2 separate regions of the Mus musculus genome follow, and region 1 is linked to region 2. A link is a contact called in public Hi-C data. All regions are on one chromosome and are shown on one strand. Each heading gives the region's core, a stretch centred on a gene start, on an enhancer-like site or on the middle of the called end of the contact. The rest is flanking DNA. Distances are from core to core; before and after follow the strand shown.

Evidence for each region. Hi-C and Micro-C count contacts between places; a contact is called where the count stands out from the background.
Region 1: a contact with region 2 is called in a Hi-C map of cortical neurons. The contact joins the promoter of Cttnbp2nl here to the enhancer-like site in region 2. A contact is called at or near these places in 5 of 39 promoter capture datasets (3T3-L1-derived adipocytes, the HPC-7 cell line, HPC-7-derived erythroid cells and 2 more), 7 of 484 Hi-C or Micro-C datasets (the G1E-ER4 cell line, bone marrow-derived macrophages, cerebral cortex and 2 more), 3 of 115 datasets of contacts at active chromatin or transcription factors (embryonic stem cells and stem cell-derived neural progenitor cells) and 2 of 9 other capture datasets (embryonic stem cells and liver).

Annotation. Positions count from the first base shown.
Region 1 is chr3:105,051,298-105,054,460 of GRCm38.p6, reverse strand. It overlaps Cttnbp2nl (CTTNBP2 N-terminal like), which reads left to right and starts at 1,508. Exons shown (of 6, transcript NM_001163332.1): 1 at 1,508-1,561.
Region 2 is chr3:104,904,235-104,907,644 of GRCm38.p6, reverse strand. The region is part of intron 11 of St7l (suppression of tumorigenicity 7-like); the gene reads right to left. Among named protein-coding and RNA genes, the nearest start is that of St7l, 41 kb to the right of the region's middle. Within about 2 kb of position 2,059, at least 6 of the 459 cell types and tissues checked have an H3K27ac peak or open chromatin away from gene starts, as enhancers often do. A contact at or near this core is called in cortical neurons, where this site is marked.

The sequences.
Region 1 (3,163 bases), core at 259-2,758, 150 kb before region 2:
TGTTATTCTTGTCATTTTTCTTTTCCAGTTCTTAACTCTATAGCCTTCCTCCGGTTCTCTTGGTTTCTTTGACTTCGTCTTCTCATCTTAATTTCTTACAGTGCTATCCACATTGCAGGGTAAGACAGTCTTCCCACACAGCACTGACACAGATAGTATATGGATGAACGAAGCGCTGTGTGGACAAGAAATACTGTTTGACTTCCTCTAAACCGTGATTACTTGGGCTGGGTATCTCTTTACCCAGACTGTAAACTGTACCTGTCTCGAGGGCTGTTTGCCTAGGGCAGTGGTTCTCAACCTTCCTAGTGCTACTGTCCTTTAATACAGTTCCTCATGTTATAGTGACTCCCTCAAACATAATTACGCTGCTACTTCATAACTGTAATTTTGCTGTTCTAGATTGTAATGTAGATATTTTTATAATGGTTGTCTAGGGGGTCGTGACCCACAGGTTGAGAACCATGAGCAGAGGGCTTTTTGTGTGTGTGTGTGTGTGTGTGTGTGTGTCCCTAATAGTCTCTTGCTGAATATTGTGAAAATTAGGAATAATGTATTCCGCGTAATATGTTACTTGTGCACTCAAATACTTGAGTTCTTATATGTACGTGTTACAAGTTCTTTAAAGCAATGCGGCTATTTAAACAGTTCAGTCACTTGTGGTGCTGAAGTGCAGGCTATGTATGGTAGAGTGCAATCTCTTCCCTCCAGGTCTTGTTTCTATCACTAAGATCTGCATTCCTGTGCTCAAGAGGCCAGCCATTTCCCCTCATCCTACTGTTCCGTTTCGGCTTCGTTACAAATGCATGGTCCACGGTATGACGGGGCCCAAACATATAAAATAGCCCCCCACATACATGAATGGCAAGCACAGTGTGGGGAAACACCAGGTAAGTTTGCAGCTATTTGGCTTTGCCCTGAAAGGCAAGTCGGTAGGGGTTATGCTCTCTACCAGGTGCTTCCACCCCAGCGTCTCCCTTTGTGTACATAGTGTGATGTGGTAAAGAAGATGGTCTTGCGCCCTTGCTTTCCAGCACCACACCCAAGGGGGAGAGAGAGAGAGAGAGAGGGAGAGAGAGAGAGAGAGAGAGGGGGGGGGGGCAAAGAAGACACGTTACTAGGTTTTCAATACTAATTCGAAAACAAACGCTAAAACTCACTTCTTTTATTCACATTTTAGATAAACCCTCAATTAAGCCACCACAAGGTGTTCCCAGGGTCCTGAAAAGTTGCAGAACCCGGGCGGAGACCAGAGCGAGCACAGACTCCAGCGGACCAGAGGAGGGTACTTCCTCCCGGAAGTGACGCCAGCTCAATCCCAGCCTGGCTCTCCCAAACAAAAGGGATCTTGCGGCCCCAGGAGGAGCCGGGATGACTTTGGAGAAGCCCCGCCTTCAGGCGGCGAGGATTGGTTTCAGAGCCGCAAGGGTAAAGCTATGATTGGCGAGGGTATCTGCCTGTCACTGCCGCCGGCGGGTAAGGGGCGGGTCCTGGGAGGCTGGGGATGGGGAGCGGGCGGCGGAGGCGGCGGCGGGGAAGGATCCCGGAGCGCCGAGGCCAGGTACGGAGCGTGGGCTCGGGGCTCTGCGGTGCCGGGGGAGCCGGGTCTCCGAGAGAGCCTCCTGGCCCGGAGCGTGAGTGGCTTTCAGCAGAAGTCCCTGTCGGGGTAGGGATGGTCCCCCTAGGGGGCGGGGCCGCCGCCTCCAGATCCCGGGATTCCCCAAGGAGGCGTCGCGGCATCCTCCGGGGTCTTTACGATTGTTCATTGTCTCTCGCTAGCCTCCGCCCCTCAGCAGGGGTCTCCTCCTGACCTGTCTCACTCTAGGTCGCCTTTTGCCCAGCCCTAGCCTCAGAGTGGTACTGGTGGGTACCGTTTTCTAGGCTGCAGCCCCCACCCCTATATTGGATCCCTGCGAATTCAGACATCCTTTCCCACATCTGTCCCTGCTGGCAAGCGTGGGTCCAGAACTAGGGTTCTGTATAAGATTTAAACACACACACACAAACCAGCGTTTTCCTTATGAGGGATGGGCGAGGGGGAGAAAAAAAGACGAAACCCAGACAGACACCTCCAACAGCCAAAGCGGCCTTTCCCCCTCTTTTAGCTCTTCCCATCCCCCAGCCTGTGATTGCTCCTACAGCCTCCCCAGATCCTGTATTCTCTTTCTGAGTGTTGAAAGCTCCCCGGCTTAAATTATACATTATCTTCTTCCCATCGCCCTTTGTACCTTTCTTGCCCTTTCTGTTTCTTTTGGGAGAAACCAGCTTTTAGGGGCTTTTTAGGTTTGAGTTGCCTTTCGATTTTGCTTTCTACCCGGTTTCTTCTCTTGAGAACTTAGTAGGGAAGCATCCGCATATTTCATAGCAAGGTGGGTGTGTTAGCTTTCAGCAGAGCTGGCCTTGTGTGGGTAGGAATGCAGTGTGTATTGTTTGACAGTCACTGAATAATACCATATTTTCAAATGAAATGGTGCCGAGGAGTCAGTAAATGCCTTTGCAGAAGGAGTCCCCATCTCCCAATTTGGAGTGGGCTGGTCCGTTGCTCAGGGAAACTGCAGTTAACCTTGAAGGTGTATGGCAGGTTGAAACAAAAGACAGGAAGTATTTGAACAAAATTCAGGTTCAGTTGGCTAGGTTTATAATTAATCTGGTCCTGTGGCCTCTGAGTACTGTCTCACCCCTCTTTTATAGTGGGATTTTACCCTCAAAGGAAACGAATATACATGTAATGTGGTGGTGTCTAGCACACCATCATCATCAACCAAAATTTAAAGCATTAAAATAAAAGGTACTTTTCAGTTTCAGAGAGAAGGGCAGATAAAAGCCTTGGGAATTCAATTTTCACGTCTCTGTAGAGTCCCTGTAAAGATCTACTAAAGTCTTTGGCATTTTAGCAGTTGCAAAGTACAAATGATTTTGTCCTGACATTAATGTCATTGAATCTCCAGTCATCATCTGTGGCCAGCAGTACCACCTATTAATTTTTCCATATTTTTAGCATTTTAAGTTTTTATCTCAAGTTCATTTTCCTGTTGGTTATTTATAGCTGATAGAGGCGAGGTGCGGAGTTGCAATCAGAGAGGGTGATTGTAGTGGCTGTTGTCTGCAGCCTTCCTGAGTAGACTTCCTGAAGGTAATTAGTTTTGAGTAGTCAGGTTCCTAG
Region 2 (3,410 bases), core at 810-3,309:
GATCGAACCCAGGGCCTTTCTGCATGGATGGTTTCTTTAAGAGTCTAAAACCATACCTAAGCTTACACTAAAATTCACTTTAATTTTCAACTGCTTTGATCTTTATAATTTATCCTTAGATTACTCTTTTCTATTAGTTTGTAAATCTTACAACAGCTTTTGACCAAAAGCAATATAATTCTGACCTGAAGTAATGATAATGCTTTATAATCTTCCTCTTAAAGGCAGAGGTTAAAGAAAAATCTCTCTGAAGACATCTAAAATTAAGGTGCTTTGCTCTTGATCAGTCATGCACACAAAGAACCAATTTATCTCTGCAATTAAGTGTTCTCAGTGCACATTCTATAAGATTAGACAGGCAGGCTGAATGCAGTCTATGAGCATGTACTGGGGAGACTGAACACAATTCCCAGAGAGAAAGTAAACAGAATTGCTATGTGAATTAAGAAACAAACAAACAAGACATAATACCTACCATTCTTGGGAGTAGAGAAAGGGAAGGGAGGCTATGGAGGGCATGCTGGAGCAAACTTGGAAAATTCCTTTCTACATCACCCTACAGTGCCAATGATAAGATTCCATAGCCTGCCACTCCCACTTAGGCCACACAGCACTATAAGGAAAGACAACCGTCTCACTGTGCTGTAAATTTGGACAGTAGAATTCAACACCACTTCCCAGAATCTCAACTCCATGCCTCTTTGTCTTGTTTTATATATGCTGCTAATATATATTTAGCCAACAAAATACAAACTAAAGGTATAACCATCTCATTGCATGAAACTCAGAGCATCATACAGGATTCAATTTCTGTTCAACCACCAAGGATTTTACTTTGTTCTTTTGTTTTTGACTTTTTTGAGATTGAGTTTTACCATGTAGCTCTGACTGTCTAGAAGTAACAGATAACCAGTTCCTCTGCCTTCTGTGTGCTGAGATTACAGGAATATACCACCATGCCAGACTCAGAAAGGATTTACTTTCTATGTATAAATATATTTTTAAAACTTCTCTTGTACTTACAGAAAATTTCAGATGTGGTCTGCTTTCTTGGAAAGATAATTCTAAAAAACAGCTATATGGGAAAATAACTTTTAAAAGCTGTAGATGTAATATTATTAGATATGTGCCCAGAATACAGAAATGTATTAAAGATTTTATATTTGTTTTATTTTTATTATTTATTTGCTTTTTGAGACGAGGTTTTATCCCAGACTGGCCGCTCAAACTTGCTATGTAGCTATGGATGACCTTTCAATTGGTGATCAGTGCATTTCAAAGTATACTTTAATAAAGAAAGGTCTGATTCATCAAGGCAATCACCAAGATTGCAGGCATGGGCCGTCACAGGCACAGTTTTCCCTAAGAGTATATTCCTGCTAGGCACTCGAATGAGTGAGGAATATCCTCAGCCATATGTTGTTTTGGGGCAGGGTGTCCATTTATAGCTCAGACAAGCCTCTAATTCAAGATCCTCCTGCCTTGGTTTTGGGGCAGGGTGTCCATTTATAGCTCAGACAAGCCTCTAATTCAAGATCCTCCTGCCTTGACACCGTCATTCCTACCTTCTCAAATGTTCTACTTCTCTCTAACCCCAAGGGCTTCTCCAGTAGCACACAAATAAATTGTCCTCAGAGTGTTAACTAGTTGAAATTGGTTAACTGTTAACCCTCTCATTACTATGTTTACTTTGTCCCTTATTCCAAGCAATCCCCAAGCTCTTACGTGGTAAAGCGTAAGCACAGAATAATAGTCATGTGGAAAGAGTACATGAAGGAACAGATCAAACAAAATGAGATAATGAATCCGAAGCAGAGTAGTGCCTTAGTTAGGTATATATTGCTGTGATAGACCATGAATAAAAGCAACTGGTGGAGCAAAGGGTTTTATTTCCTCTTATACATCCAGGTAACAGTCAATTACTGGAGGAAATCAAAGCAGGAACTGAAAATAGTGCAGGAATGAGGCAAAAGCCACAGAGGAAAGCTGTTCCTGGCTTGCTCCTCATAATCTGCTCAGTCTTCTTTCTTATTTCACCAGGGCCACCTGCCCAGAAGCAGCACTACCCACACGGAAGCTGGCTCTCCCACATCAGTTATCAACCACGGAACGCCCTACAGACTTGCCTCCAAGACAACTGGCATTTTCTCGATTAAGACTCCTTCTTCCAAGATGGTCCTAGTGTGTATCAAGAAGACATATGCACTGGCCAGCACAAATAGAGATCCTGACCACAGTCATCAGTACTAGAGATTGACACTAAAATACCACACTAACTATATAATATACTATTGCATTTTTAAGAAGGCATGGAACTTTTACAATGTTTTCATCATGAGTCTGATTCTTTCTGCTTCATTAAACTATAATTTAAAATACACATATCTTCTACATGCAGGTCAGTGACTTTCAACAAATGCAGTCAAGCAACAGCTGCATTTAGCTTCAGAGTTATTGTCTTCACTTCAGAAAGCTCTCCTCTGCTATTAATTACATATCCCAAAGGCAAGAGACATTTCAGCCACCACAGACTACTCCCTGCCCTTTCTTGAATGTCCTGCCAATGGAACCCTCATTTCTGAACTATACTTTTGGGCTTCATCCGTATTTTTCTCATATCACAAGTTCTCTTCTCCACTGTGGACTACACTGCAGTTTGCTTGTGTTGTTGATGAGCAATTGGGTTGTTTTCACTTTGGCATCGTTATGTGCACTCGTGCCCAAGCCTTTTGGTAAACATAGGCATTCAGACCTCCTGTGTATATACCTTGGAGAATTGCTGTATCATAAGTTGATAATATACTTAATTTATAATAATTATCAGTGTCAGTCAGATGGCTCATCATGTAAAGGGGACTTGTCACAAGCTTGGTGGCCTGAGTTCAATCCTTGGAACCTATGTAAAGGTAGAAGAGAAAGAAGTGACTCCATACATTTTACTGGACTAATGAATATGCTCTAGAATTAGATAGTGGTAATGATTTTATAGTCATGTGATCACGTCAGAATGCTATGTACATTAAGAGAGTAAATTATATGAATTATCTCAATAAAAACAATGACACTATCTTACGGTTGGGTAACAGATGAGAGATTCAGCAGTATTGGCTTCTCTTCCCCAGGCCCAGGGCTTGATTCCCACTACCCACAGGACAGCTCACAGCTGTCTATAAGAACAGGTCCAGGAGATCCAACACCCTCTTCTGAAGTCTATAAGCATCAGCCACACACATGATAAACAGACATGCATACAATCAATATACCCATACACATAAAAATAAATAAAGAATATGAGAGTAAAAACTAATAAAACGTAATTCTGTGGGATAGTTAGATTAGATGAAATAATTTCTACTGAAAATAAAAAATTTGACTATTCCTATAGTAGCTAAAAGACACAGAATCTTTTT